Regions from separate parts of the Mus musculus genome. Here region 2 is linked to region 1. Evidence: chromatin contacts called from public Hi-C data. All regions are on one chromosome and are shown on one strand. Each heading gives the region's core, a stretch centred on a gene start, on an enhancer-like site or on the middle of the called end of the contact. The rest is flanking DNA. Distances are from core to core; before and after follow the strand shown.

Region 1 (6,203 bases), core at 1,982-4,481:
CCAGTTCTGGGTGTGTACACAAAGCTTTCTAAGGACACTGACACTGCTAAGCTCCAGAGCATAGAGCAACTTTTTTAAAAAGTACTTACTTCTTTAACAGAAAATTAGTTCTACAATGTCAAGATATTGGCCACTTCGAAGACGTAACACTTCCCTGTGCTCCTTTTTATATAGCTGATACAGAACTGTGGCAGAGTTACAGCCAAGAAGTAAACCATGAATATTCCTTCCTGTTTATTCAGATACATATCTGTCCCTTAGTTATCTTGGTATCTCCCAAGTTTTGCCTTCCAAAGGTCAAGGCACTCTGAGCTGGCCTTGCCCCAGTCCAGTGTCACAAGCTAAGTGGCTCACAGTTTTACTTCCTGGCAATACCAATAGTGGCAGTCCATTCTAGTACCATCCAGATAACCACCTAAAGTAGGAGGAGCTGCCCCAGCAACCAAGACCCCATGACCAACACCAAAAATGCTAACTCATTTGACAATTCCCCAACTATGAGGTAACCAATTCCCAGTGTATAAAATCTTGTCACAGTCATGGATAGACCCTCAAGATTATCTATTGTGTTTGCAGGGCCCGGACAAAAAGAAGATACTGAGGTCCTTGTTTAAAATTTAAAAATTCAGGCCTACTACAATGGAGTCAAACTTAGAGCCCCGCTGATCCTGGGCTCCACTGTGATTGTACAGGTGGCCAGCAAGGTGAGACCTGCCCTGTTCAGCACTTCACTAGGCACTGGGTACAGGCACAACCCATCATCCTGACCTCTAGAGAATCAGCATCAGCAATCATGTTGGAATCACATTTGGTTTTGTTTGTTTGTTTGTTTTTAGACACAGGGTTTACTCTGGGTAACCTTGGCTGACCAGAACTACTCAAGAGATCGGCCTACCTCTGCCTCCTGAATGCTGGGATTAAAAGCAGGCACCACCAACCACTAGGCATATTTAAACTCTTAAAGGCACTTCAGATCTCAGACTGATAAGTAGAGCCTACAGGTTAAGTGCTGGTGAAAATCATTCTGCATCAAGTGGGCTGCTTGCCACCTCCCCCTAAAATGTCTCCTCTTGTAAATCAATAGGGTGATGCAATTTTTTTTTAAAGACTCTCATTAGATGAAAAGCAGTTTGTCAATGACTAACACAGTAAGTGGAGCACCAGGCCTGCAGGACTGCCAAGCATCCTGTGTCTCTCAGTACTTCCATTTAATAAACATTTATTGTGCACCTATTATGCTTACATTTCATTTTCAGAAGCTCAGGTATTGTTTCGTTGTTGCTGAATTTAAAATTACTTGACAAAGAGAATGCTGAAACTTGGCCAGGAATGTAAAATGCATCTGACACCCGAGAGATGACCACAACATTTTTCTCCTACTGCTCCTCCATTCAGCGCCTGTACATGGAGCCAGAGCTCAGGGTGGGGCATGGCTGGAGGCATCGGCGATAATGCGAGGACGGAGCAAACTCAGCCCTGATTGCAAGGTTCCTTAGGTACAGTAGAGAGCAAACCCTTTGTATAAGAAAATAAAAGTGTTCCAATAAATCACTTAAAGAAGCTTTAATTACGTTTTAAAAATGTTTCAAATTATAATTCTAAGTTCTTCTGCAGTGTTTTTATGATTTATTTTTTATTATTTATTTTATTTCCCTCCAAGAATGTAACTTCCCAGCTTAGAGTTGAAAAGACATCTTCTATTGCTCTCGGGGGAGCTGTCAGGCAGCTCTATGAAGGCATGTGAGCTTTCTGCACCATAGAAAGTATTTCCTCTGGCTGGAGAGATGGCTTAGTGGTTAAGAGCACTGACTGCTCTTCCAGAGCTCCTGAGTTCAATTCCCAGCAACCACAGGGTGGCTCACAACCATCTGTAATGGGATCCGATGCCCTCTTCTGGTGTGTCTGAAGACAGCTACAGTGTATTCATATACATACATACATACATACATACATACATACATACATACATACAAACATACATACATACAATCTTTTTTTAAAAAAAAAGTATTTCCTCCAAACTAGGCATATCTATTCATGGATGAAATGAAGCACATATATTTGAGCCACAAATATAGATCAAATGTTGGTTTGGATAAATATTATAAAAATTCTAATTTGGTACCACTCAGAAGGGCTCCTCATAAAATGGTTTTCACACAAGTGTATGTTACTCTCCTGACAATTATGAGATTTAGTTAATGAGTCTAAGGATCCTACTTAGCACCTCGAACAAGAAGGTGCATAAAAACTGGAGATTATTGTTAATTCAAATCTGGAGTAATTGATCCTTATTAATCGACTACTAAATAAATATCTGCATAATGCTAATGTCATACACGGACAAGCTGGATTTAGAAGTGGTTAAATCATACAGAAAAGCAATGGACAATGGGCTCAAACATAGTGTAACCTCAAAGATGAAATTCACATGTACTTCAATAGTTTACAGGACATCCAATGTACCTCCTGCCTATGTCAGTACAAGGACAAGAAAATCACCTCCCAAATTTAATCTTTTACTAATGTAACATTCTTCTATTCCACTGAGATTTTAATTCCCATGGTCTTGTTTGCTCTTCAAATTGTTAAACAATCAAGATTGCATCATGGGTGCAGCTGAGTGGTAGCAAGCTTGCCTAACATTCTTTAGGCTCTGTGTTTGATAAGGTGTGCTAGCATGTGGTAATGCCTACACAATGATGTCAGCCCCCCTCAACTACAACTTGCCCTGATTTTTATGCTCCAAGTTTATTTCCCTGAGTAGCCTTCTATAATCTGTAGAAGTTCAAAAGAAACAAAACTATCCTCCCACAGATACACACCAGAAAGAAAAAAACAAGCAAGCAAGCAAACAAACAAACCAAAGACATGATTTCAAGACCCACAGGTCTTACTTAAAACTCTTCTCAAATAGCCTTAAAGTTCTTCACTGCATAAATCAGTTGACAGTTCCCAAGGCTAATGACATCATATGCTACACACATGGGCTAATCATGTGAGGACATTTAAGCTACGCTTTCAAAAGCATAGGTCAGTGTAGCAGAACACAGAGAGTAAAGTGCGTGTTCCACAATATTCCTGGGGTTTAATAGAAACTACTACACAGTATTTTCATCTAACTAAAACTCTGTCAAGTGTTTGACATAAGAAACCTCAGTAGACCTCCCAGTGAACTTTGGCATTTTGGCCGTGTGGCCAGAAGAACAGTCTCCCATGACAAAGCCTATTCATGAGTCAGCCAGGGAAATAAGCACAATGCTTGCTTAGCTGACGGCTCTTCCCTTTATCGTACTGGCAAGCATGCGCGACACGGGCATCCGCGGTACTAAATTATAGATTGTATATCGTTCTAAAATGCAGTTTCAAGGGTTATGTAAACATGTCTTATTAATAAGCCTAGGTTGACGTGCTTTGGTTTCCGTTGTTTGAAGTCTACCAGGGAGAAAGAGATCAGCAAAATATCTGCAAATTCGAGATAATACATCCACAGCTACTGATGTATTACTGTCCTAAGTTTGCAAAATGGTTCATATTTAAAAAAAAAAAACACACAGAAAGAAAAGAAAACCTCACTTTACCTAAACAATGGCTTAAATGACTATGAAGGGGTCTGTCCTGCAGGGTCCCCAGGCCTGATATTTAGGTTTTGCCCCAGATGCCCTTGTCAGTATTTCCACAACAAAGTCAAAGGTGGCCTTTGGAAGGAGGGTTAAAGAGGAGGCTTCCTGTCAGGGCTTTACAACAGAGAATCAACAGAGGCCCTGTGAGGTCAGCATTATTCAGCACTGGGGCCTCCTTTCCGGGACCCCTCCGGATGCTCGGGGTCCCCAGGCTGGGCGGTCCGCGGCCAGTGCTCACCCTGGCTTTCCGCCCAGGCAGCCCCTGCCAGGCCTTGCACCCAGAGCCCTTGCGCAACCAGGGTGCTCCGCATGGGCCCCGAAACTAGGCCGGCTGCTAGAGCAGCGAGCCCCACTTTCTCCAGGCAGGAAGTGGGGAGGCGGAGAGCATTTCCTGTTGTGCACTGACAGCCAGGGAGACGTCATCGCAGTCAGCGCCTTCGGATGGCCGCCCCTGGGCCAAAGGTCAGCTGCCGGCAGGGCGGGGGCTCGCAGGCGGGGGCGTGCGCTGAGACTCCCGCTGCAACGCTGCGCCTCCCGGGTCTGCAGTCCCACAAGAGGCCACCTGACGCCTTACGGTCCTGCAGGACTCAACTCCCGCCCACCAACCCCCGCCCGGCCCCAGCAAGAAGAGGCATGCATCTTCAGAGGCTGAAGAAGCACTTTCCTTGCCCGATCCTGATTGCAGTTTCCCTAATAGGACTCTCTACCAGGAATCTTTTTTTTGTTTGTTTTGTTTTGTTTTGTTTTGTTTTTCGAGACAGGGTTTCTCTGTATAGCCCTGGCTGTTCTGGAACTCACTTTGTAGACCAGGCTGGCCTCAAACTCAGAAATCCACCTGCCTCTGCCTCCCAAGTGCTGGGATTAAAGGCGTCCGCCACCACACCTGGCTACCAGGAATCTTTTAAAGCATCAAAAGTTGCCTGCCCTCCCCCTTCCTCCCCTCGAGCCCCACTTTTTATCTCCAATATTGATTCCTTAAACAACTGACACATGGCAGAAATGAAAGCTGATTTCCATACTGCGCACCTCCAATGAAGTCGAAGACAAACAGGAAATGCTATGTTCTCATTAAATACCCACTGCACAGCATAAACTTCCACCTACTGAGGTCTTTAATGCTCGTAATTTATTTCTTAAAAGTCTCCTAAGATCTATTTGGTCTTGCTCTTACCCTGGATAATAACAACAAAAAACAGGACCAAAATATTTTAAGGGAAAAATGATCGATTTATAGTTTTTAAGCCACTGATTTTTTTTTTTCTTTAGCCTCAATTTCCAGACTTGTATTTCGTTTCAAGCCATAACCATGATAACCCTGGGTAATTCTACAAGTCAGTGGGTTAAGGTTAACAGTGGTTAAAAATAAGACCATAAGGTATTGTATAATTATTATGAAATAAAAACTGAAATAGTTTCCTTTCAGTTTGCTAATGAGATAGATTGTTAATTACAAGAAAAAATGATAACTTCTGTTCTCATGACAAACCAGTATGAAGGCACTGAACCACCGTCTCTAACATTTCAACTATGCAGTGTTTCGCAGGACATGATAAGAGACATTTACAGCCTTACATGATGACCTTCAGCAATGGTAATTTCTCAATATAAATCTTTGGAGTAGCAGGTCTTCCTCACTAACTGAAGCGGGGAGGCAGCAGTATACACACAGGTAAGCTGAATGAGAAATATCTATCTGCTCAATTTGCTATGAACCTTAAGCTGATCTAAGACATGATTTTTTAAACATATTTAGGGTTCTGTATACATTATTTAAGAAACAACTTCTCTAGCTAGGTGACCTAAAACTTGTGATCCTCCTGCCTCTAGCTTTTTAGTGTTGAGATAATAGGTATGTACCATTGCGATGCAGGGATCAAACCAGGTACAGTCTCCACCAGCTGAGCTGCAAGTCAGATCCACCACCTTCCCTTTGTTAAAGGGTACTAATTTTTTTATGCTAAATGGGCATAAACATGGAATCTGATGAATGTCAACTGCCATATTCAATCCTCACTGTCTAAGGCAATATCAAAGGATGCCATTATAGTGACCCAAAACCAATGTGTCTTTGACCACTCTTGTCTTTTCACCTTAACACCCTAAGAAAAAAGTAGGGTTTTTGCATCATCAGTTTAAATTTGCGTATAATTTACATAATATTAAAATATTCCATTTACTCAGCACATAATTAAACTGTCAGTCAGAAATAAGCTCTGAGTATTTAAATGTCCACTCAGCTGGGGAGCCAACAGACTTGTAAAGACCTGAACTATGCTCTATGTTACCTCTGCTCTGCTTCAGGGAGGCGATGCCTTACAGTGACTCTTGGCAGGGTCTAAGAGATAATCATTCCAAATTCCTTGTTTCCTTAGCATGGACACAACAACTTATAAAGTAAGTTTTCGATTCATTTTATCTTTATATGTATGGGTATTTTGTCTGCACCGCATGCATACAGTAACCACGGGTCAGAAAAAGGCACCGGATGCCCTGCAAGTAGATTAGGGATGGTTGTGAGCCACCACGAGGGTGCTGGGAACCAAACCAAAGTTCTCTGCAAGAGCAATAGGTGCTCTTAAC
Region 2 (6,203 bases), core at 1,370-3,869, 210 kb before region 1:
ATGGAGAAGAAATGCAGTGGCGAGCGTAAGCAGTGAGAGCCCTTCTCCATATGCGCGGCCATCAAAAGAGTCTTGCAATCCCGTATGTCGTGTTTGCAGGACACAACTCTGTCTGTTTTGCTTTTTGATGACTCTTTCTAACTCAGCCCCTCCCTCCTGTCCTTGCTGCATCCCTCTCCACTCCTGTGATATTGAAAACTGCTTCTTATAAGGGAAAAAATGCAAGGGACCAATGTACAAGTGAGAAGGCCCAGGGGTAGGTACCATGTGCTGCCAGTCCCACAGGAATGTGGGTCACCATGACAGTGATTGGCACAAAGTACAGATTAGGTTTCTTTTGCCTAAAATTTGAAAGAAATAATTTCTTTGGGCTTCTTTTTGTAACAAATGTTGTGTGAACTATTTTATGGCGTGGTTCCATGGACCTAAAATGAGAGTGCCTGTCGTGCACACCAGCAGTGTTTCCCATTTCCACTGGCCTCCCACCAGAAATATATTCAACATCTATGGCTTTATTAATAGTATTATTACTAATTACCATGTGGGGTGTTCTTCCTGCATATATGTCTGTGTACAGCATATATACCTGGTACACACAGAGGTCAGAAGAGGCGTTTAGATTCCCTGGAACTGGAGTTACAGATGGTTGTGACTCACCAAGTAGATGCTGGGAATTGACCCTGGGTCCTCTGGCAAAGCAGTCAATACTCTTGACGTTGTTGATCCATCTCTCCACTCACTCCAGCATCTCTGGCTTTATTGTCATCAGACAGTATTAAAACCATTCATCCAGTGGGCTTCTCCTCTGCCATTCTTGCTTCAGTTCAGGGTGTAATCCATTGACACTGAACACACAAAGTAGGGGTCTGATAAGTTATTTTATGCTCTCTCTATATACAGACCCCACCATGCCCTTTACATCTGGGAGAACACTGGTGCTATTTGGCTCCTCCCTCAGTGCTGAGAAATGTTAAAGTTTTTATGAAAGGAAGACACTCCTTCCCAGTGAGCCAAGAACACAGTTTAGCTCTCTCACTTCTTTAGCAGTTTAAACTCAGTTTTCATTAGGCAAATTGTTCGCTGCTGTTAATAAGAACTGTGCCCGCTTTTTCCAGAGTGGTCATATATGAAACTGAAAAGCTTCCAGTGTCTAATCCAGATCTCATGTATGGCCAAGAAGAAAGGAAAGACCATTCCAACCCAGGCAGTGACACAGGGAAATAAGGTTTAGAGAGCTCTAAAGAGGAGTGCACTGACTAGTTCTGTGTCAACCTGACACAGCTGGAGTTATCACAGAGAAAGGAGCTTCAGTTGAGGAAATGCCTCCATGAGATCCAACTGTAAGGCATTTTCTCAATTAGTGATCAAGGGGGAAAGGCCCCTTGTGGGTAGGACCATCTCTGGGCTGGTAGTCTTGGGTTTTATAAGAGAGCAAGCTGAGCAAGCCAGGAGAAGAAGCCAGTAAAGAGCATCCCTCCATGGCTTCTGCATCAGCTCCTGCTTTCTGACCTGCTTGAGTTCCAGTCCTGACTTCCTTGGTGATGAACAGCAGTATGGAAGTGTAAGCAGAATAAATACTTTCCTCCCCCAAGTGCTTCTTGGTTATGATGTTTGTGCAGGAATAGAAACCCTGACTAAGACAAGGAGGACAGGAGCAAGGGAGATAGCTCAGTTGGGAAAGTGCTCACCTCGAAAACATGCAGATAGGACTTCTGTCCCCAGACCAATGTGAAAAGAACAGCATGATATATACTTGTGGTCACAGTACTGATGACAAGGCTCAGTAGGACAAGAAGCTGAGGCTCAGTAGACAGCCAGATTTAACTATTGTGCGTTCCAGTCCAGTGTTGGCCTACCACAAAATCAAGATGAGCTGCCCAGAAATAACACTAGAGGATGACCTCTGAATACAGAGGTGCGGCAGAGGAAGAGGGTGAGAGAGTGAGAAGGACAGAGAGACAGATAGACTGACTCAAAAAACGGGGCTATATGGAAGAGACAGAGAAAATGACCTGGGTTAGATGAACAGTTTGTAGAGCACCCTGAGTCTAAGTGTGGATTATGATACTGGTGTCATAAGCCACTGGAAGTTGGGCAGTCAATCCTATAGAGGGCGACAATTCAGTGAGGGATGCAGTCCTGATTACAGCAACAGAACTCTATCATAAAAAGTAATGTCTTTTGAAAGTCCCTTTGCAAGCAAGTACCGGAAATCCAGTCAAATAAGCCCAGTCGACGAATAGGAAATTATTGGAAAGAATATTGAGTCACCTTCAGAACCCAGCAGCATGAAGGATACCCAAATCTATGCAGATTCTATTTTACTTTATTTTTCTTTTTTTACTCCATATCCTGGCTTGTCTTGATTCTCTTAGCAAATGTCCTCTGTACCTCCAAACTCCATGCCTGACCCAGATACTAATGTCTACTCAACTTTCTTAAACCTAGTTATAAATTCCTAAGAGGAAGATAGTGCTCACCCGATGAGGGCCAAGGGCCCCTGATACAATCCATGGCCGTGGTGGTTGGGTGATGGCTGCTTACTTGGGGTTCCGTTTGTGGAGAAAGGAGTGGTTCTTGGAGGAATGTGGTATCATAGATTTGGCAGGAGCGCCAGAAGTTGGTTACATAAACCTACCAGAAGTCTGCTGGTATATTTTAATCCTGAAATCCTCCCAAGGTCAGTATAATGAGGAGATGTAAATAAATAGTATGGTTCTGAATAAGAGGACCAGTTTAAGAGACGCTAGAGCAGCGGTTCTCAGCCTGTGTGGGTCGTCATCTCTTTGAGGGTCAAATGACTGTTTCAAGGGACCATCAGAAAACACAAATATTTACCTTATCATCAATAACATAGCAAATTTACGGTTATAATGTAGCAACAAAAATAGTTTTATGGCTGAGGGTAACCACACAGGAGGGACTATTGAGAAACACTGCTCTAGAGTGTCAGCCATGGGGATGGTACCTGAGGAGATCACAACTGATGTGAAAGATCTCCCAGGACAGCCTGCACTGGGTAATGTCTGAGGAATCCAGCGATCCTTTGCGGGAGTGGCTGTTCGCAGCTTCCATAAATGCCGCACGAATGCAAGCGTGGGCTGCTTTCTTCAGAGAGAAGCTGGGCGTGGAGCTTAGGAGCAGCTAAGCAAGACCTGACAGTTCCAGAACCGCGGAAGGAAATGTCTGTGCTCAAGACATTCCCAGTATTATGAATCAATCCACCAAGTATTTACCAACCGGCCTGCTTTATGCTTGGTGATATTTTGATATTGTGTTTAGTCAGGGGTCTGAGACAAAAGGGCCACCCTGGACTATTGTAGAAAGCCCCCTTGGGTTGTACATGGAGGGGAACGCCAGGATACTTTCCCAGCCTCCTCCAGCAGCTGCCCTTCTAAAACCCAGAGAAGCGCGCAGTCCCTCCCCCACCATCCTGCCTGCCTGCCAGAGTTTCCAGATTTGTTCTGCTTTGCAGTTGCGTCAAAGCCACGCTAGATCCCAATCCTCACAGAAGGCATAAATTAACATTTTATTATGTGTACTTGTTAGGGTCTCTTAAAGTAGACATGCAAATTTGAGGCTCCAGTAATAAATTAGGGCATACCCAGATTAACCGAAAATAAACTGGGTTGCCCTGGCCAAGGCCTTGGAAAGCAGGGCCCTGCCAAGCAGCCAGAGGACAGAGACTCCCCTCAACTCCTGTTCCCCAGTTGTTGACCCTGGCCTCTGGTCATTTCCTTCTCTGTATGGTACCCTGGTCCTCTCTGTGCAGACGCTAGTGGCTTTCATGAGTCCTGATGGGTTTTCTTTTTAGAACAAGGGACAGTTTCCAGTAAGCCTGTTACAGGTCCCTGGCAAGCAATAGAGAGAAAGAGCAAAAGAAAAGTTTTGAGTTTCCATCACACATGGACCAGCTATTCTGAGGCTATACTTTGATTGGTTATTCCTGTAGTGGGACTTGAATTTTGCAGCTTATAGCCTGGAAAACCTTCAGATCAGAAACTTTGAGGCTCCATTGAGCTTGGTGTGTTTTGATGTAGCAGTGGTGAGAAAGTAAGCAGATATAAAAGTAAGGGGCACCTGATGTGCCACCCACAGCCCTACCAGCATCTGTTCTATTATGGTGTTCTGCATTTTGTGGTTGTCATTGCTGTTCTTTGTTTGGTTGGTTGGTTGGTTTTTCATATTTACTAGAGAAAAGAGGAAAAGGCTGTGTGTGTGCGTGTGCATGTGCGTGTGTGTGTAACTATCTAGGGGACATGTATAGACAAGTCCATACAAATAAAGACACTGCAGTTTGGAATTGGAAAACTTCCCCAACGTTCATGGGGTAAAGGTGTAGGAATAGCGGGATGCAGAGTGGTTAGAAGGAAAGGCCCAGCAGAAAGTCTTTACATTATGATGGGGTGCTCTTAAAGGAGGCTGTGACGTCCAAATCCTTTCCTCTTTCACTCTTTGATTTTCTAGCCAGAAAATGAGCAGCTTGTACTTTAAGCAAGGTACCCATATGCTTCCTTGCCATATGTCCAAAAGAAATGGAGCTAAATAGTCATGGGCTGAAACCTCCAACATCTTGACCCCAAATAAGCCTTTTCTCTTTATAAGTTAATTACCTTAAGTATTTGATACAACAGTGGAAAGCTGGATAACACAAGAGGAGGGCCTTAGAGAAGTGATGCTGTGTGGCTATTTCCTCCTAATTAAAACATTTTCTTCTAGAAGAAGGCTCCTTAAGACTTAGGTAAGAAAAGCGTATGTCTAAGGAAGTTCCTGAAACTCACAGGATCCCTAAAGCCTCTCTCCAGTCTTATAAAAGTAGTAAAAATTCAGGAAAGAGGAGATGCCCATGTGTCTTGCTGGGAGTTCTCGAAATGTCTCCCGTTTGTCATTGTTCACACTAAGGGGAGGCTTTTGATAATGCCTTTCAGTCATCAATGCCCCCATCCGGAGCTCCCTCTCTATGATTCTGTGAGCAACTTCAATAAATTACTGGTTTCCTAAACCATGCTTGAGTGGAATCATTCCTTCTGTCTATCATCCCTGTGTGGAGTGAATTCCCATGTGTTCCCACCTCCCCAGGATAAGTCGCACTACGGCTGGTCCACAAGAATTCATGATGGAAGGGAAATTTTAGTTGTAATACTGTGAGCAGGAAAGCTGAAATCCAGGGGCCTAGTGCTGGACTGTAATGCACAACACTTGAGGGGATCCTATTGGAACTCCCCTACCACAAGAAGTACCTTGGAAACCACCTTCATGTGGGTTCTAGGCTAAGAGACTATATCATCTCCCTCATCCAGGAGTTCTGTCTCCAGGTGACTTTTACCTGGCACTCCCCTAAAGTGAACAAACTCTCTTAGTGTGCTCAAGGTCAGATTCATATTCATAGCAACTACTCGGAGGTCTCAATGCTCAGATGCTATCTCATTGTCAAATATTCCCCTCCAAAACACCTGCTTCTTCACCTCTCACCTCCCTCCTTCTGAGTCTCCTTAGCCTCCCTACTTCCTCTCTCTCTCCTTATTTCAGTCAGTTCTTAGCATCTCGTTTCACCTTCCAGCTCCATAGAGAGCTATGCGTGGTTCTTGCCTTCCCCCAGTGGCATTTAAAGTGTTTCTTGGTGCAAAACATCCTATTCATTGCCATAGAAACAGGGAACTCAGTGTGGAAGAAAAAAAGGGGAGAAAGGAGTCTGACACTCTGCAGCTATTCAATTCTGTTATTTTGCCCAAATCCATAAATGGCAACATACCAGGAGATACCCAAAAGCCAACCCGCTGTTAGAACAAGCGAAGGAAGGGCTTCTTGTTCCTGGGAGAGTTTACCCAGGTTTTAAAGCAGGAAAGAAGAGGCTAGAGTGCAGGGAGGGTTTGTCCTCCCCCAATCCCTCTCAGTGTCACTGGCTATAAAATGAAGTTATTGTCACCTTCTCACTGGGGTCACAGGAGGATACCCTGTGTGACAGCTGGGTTTCACCCCTCTCTAGGCTCACCACACCCTTGGATAGCACAATTCAGTGTCGTTCGAGGAAGAGACTTGTTGACTGTCCACTCCCTGACATAACAATGAGACGATCTTCACAGCCCCATCATTTCTAAAGAAAAGGCAGTGAGCTTTGACCATTCCTGATAGGAAGGAAAAGAAAAGTCAAACTTTTACATCTCCCGGGCAACCAACGATGAGCCTTCTTTGAGCCCCTGATT

The links. Hi-C and Micro-C count contacts between places; a contact is called where the count stands out from the background.
Region 2: a contact with region 1 is called in a Hi-C map of uterus, with 5 times the contacts expected there. The contact joins two enhancer-like sites. A contact is called at or near these places in 1 of 39 promoter capture datasets (hippocampal neurons), 1 of 15 datasets of contacts at CTCF or cohesin (pro-B cells), 47 of 484 Hi-C or Micro-C datasets (B cells, the BV-2 cell line, DN2 thymocytes and 28 more), 7 of 115 datasets of contacts at active chromatin or transcription factors (PVALB interneurons, cardiomyocytes, embryonic basal ganglia and 4 more) and 1 of 9 other capture datasets (bone marrow-derived macrophages).

The regions. Positions count from the first base shown.
Region 1 is chr10:13,980,864-13,987,066 of GRCm38.p6, reverse strand. All of the region lies in intron 1 of Hivep2 (human immunodeficiency virus type I enhancer binding protein 2), which reads right to left. Among named protein-coding and RNA genes, the nearest start is that of Hivep2, 18 kb to the right of the region's middle. Within about 2 kb of position 3,231, at least 300 of the 459 cell types and tissues checked have an H3K27ac peak or open chromatin away from gene starts, as enhancers often do. A contact at or near this core is called in PVALB interneurons, brain, cerebral cortex and 4 more, where this site is marked.
Region 2 is chr10:14,193,372-14,199,574 of GRCm38.p6, reverse strand. No RefSeq gene overlaps it. Among named protein-coding and RNA genes, the nearest start is that of Gm51759, 69 kb to the right of the region's middle. Within about 2 kb of position 2,619, at least 47 of the 459 cell types and tissues checked have an H3K27ac peak or open chromatin away from gene starts, as enhancers often do. A contact at or near this core is called in PVALB interneurons, brain, cerebral cortex and 4 more, where this site is marked.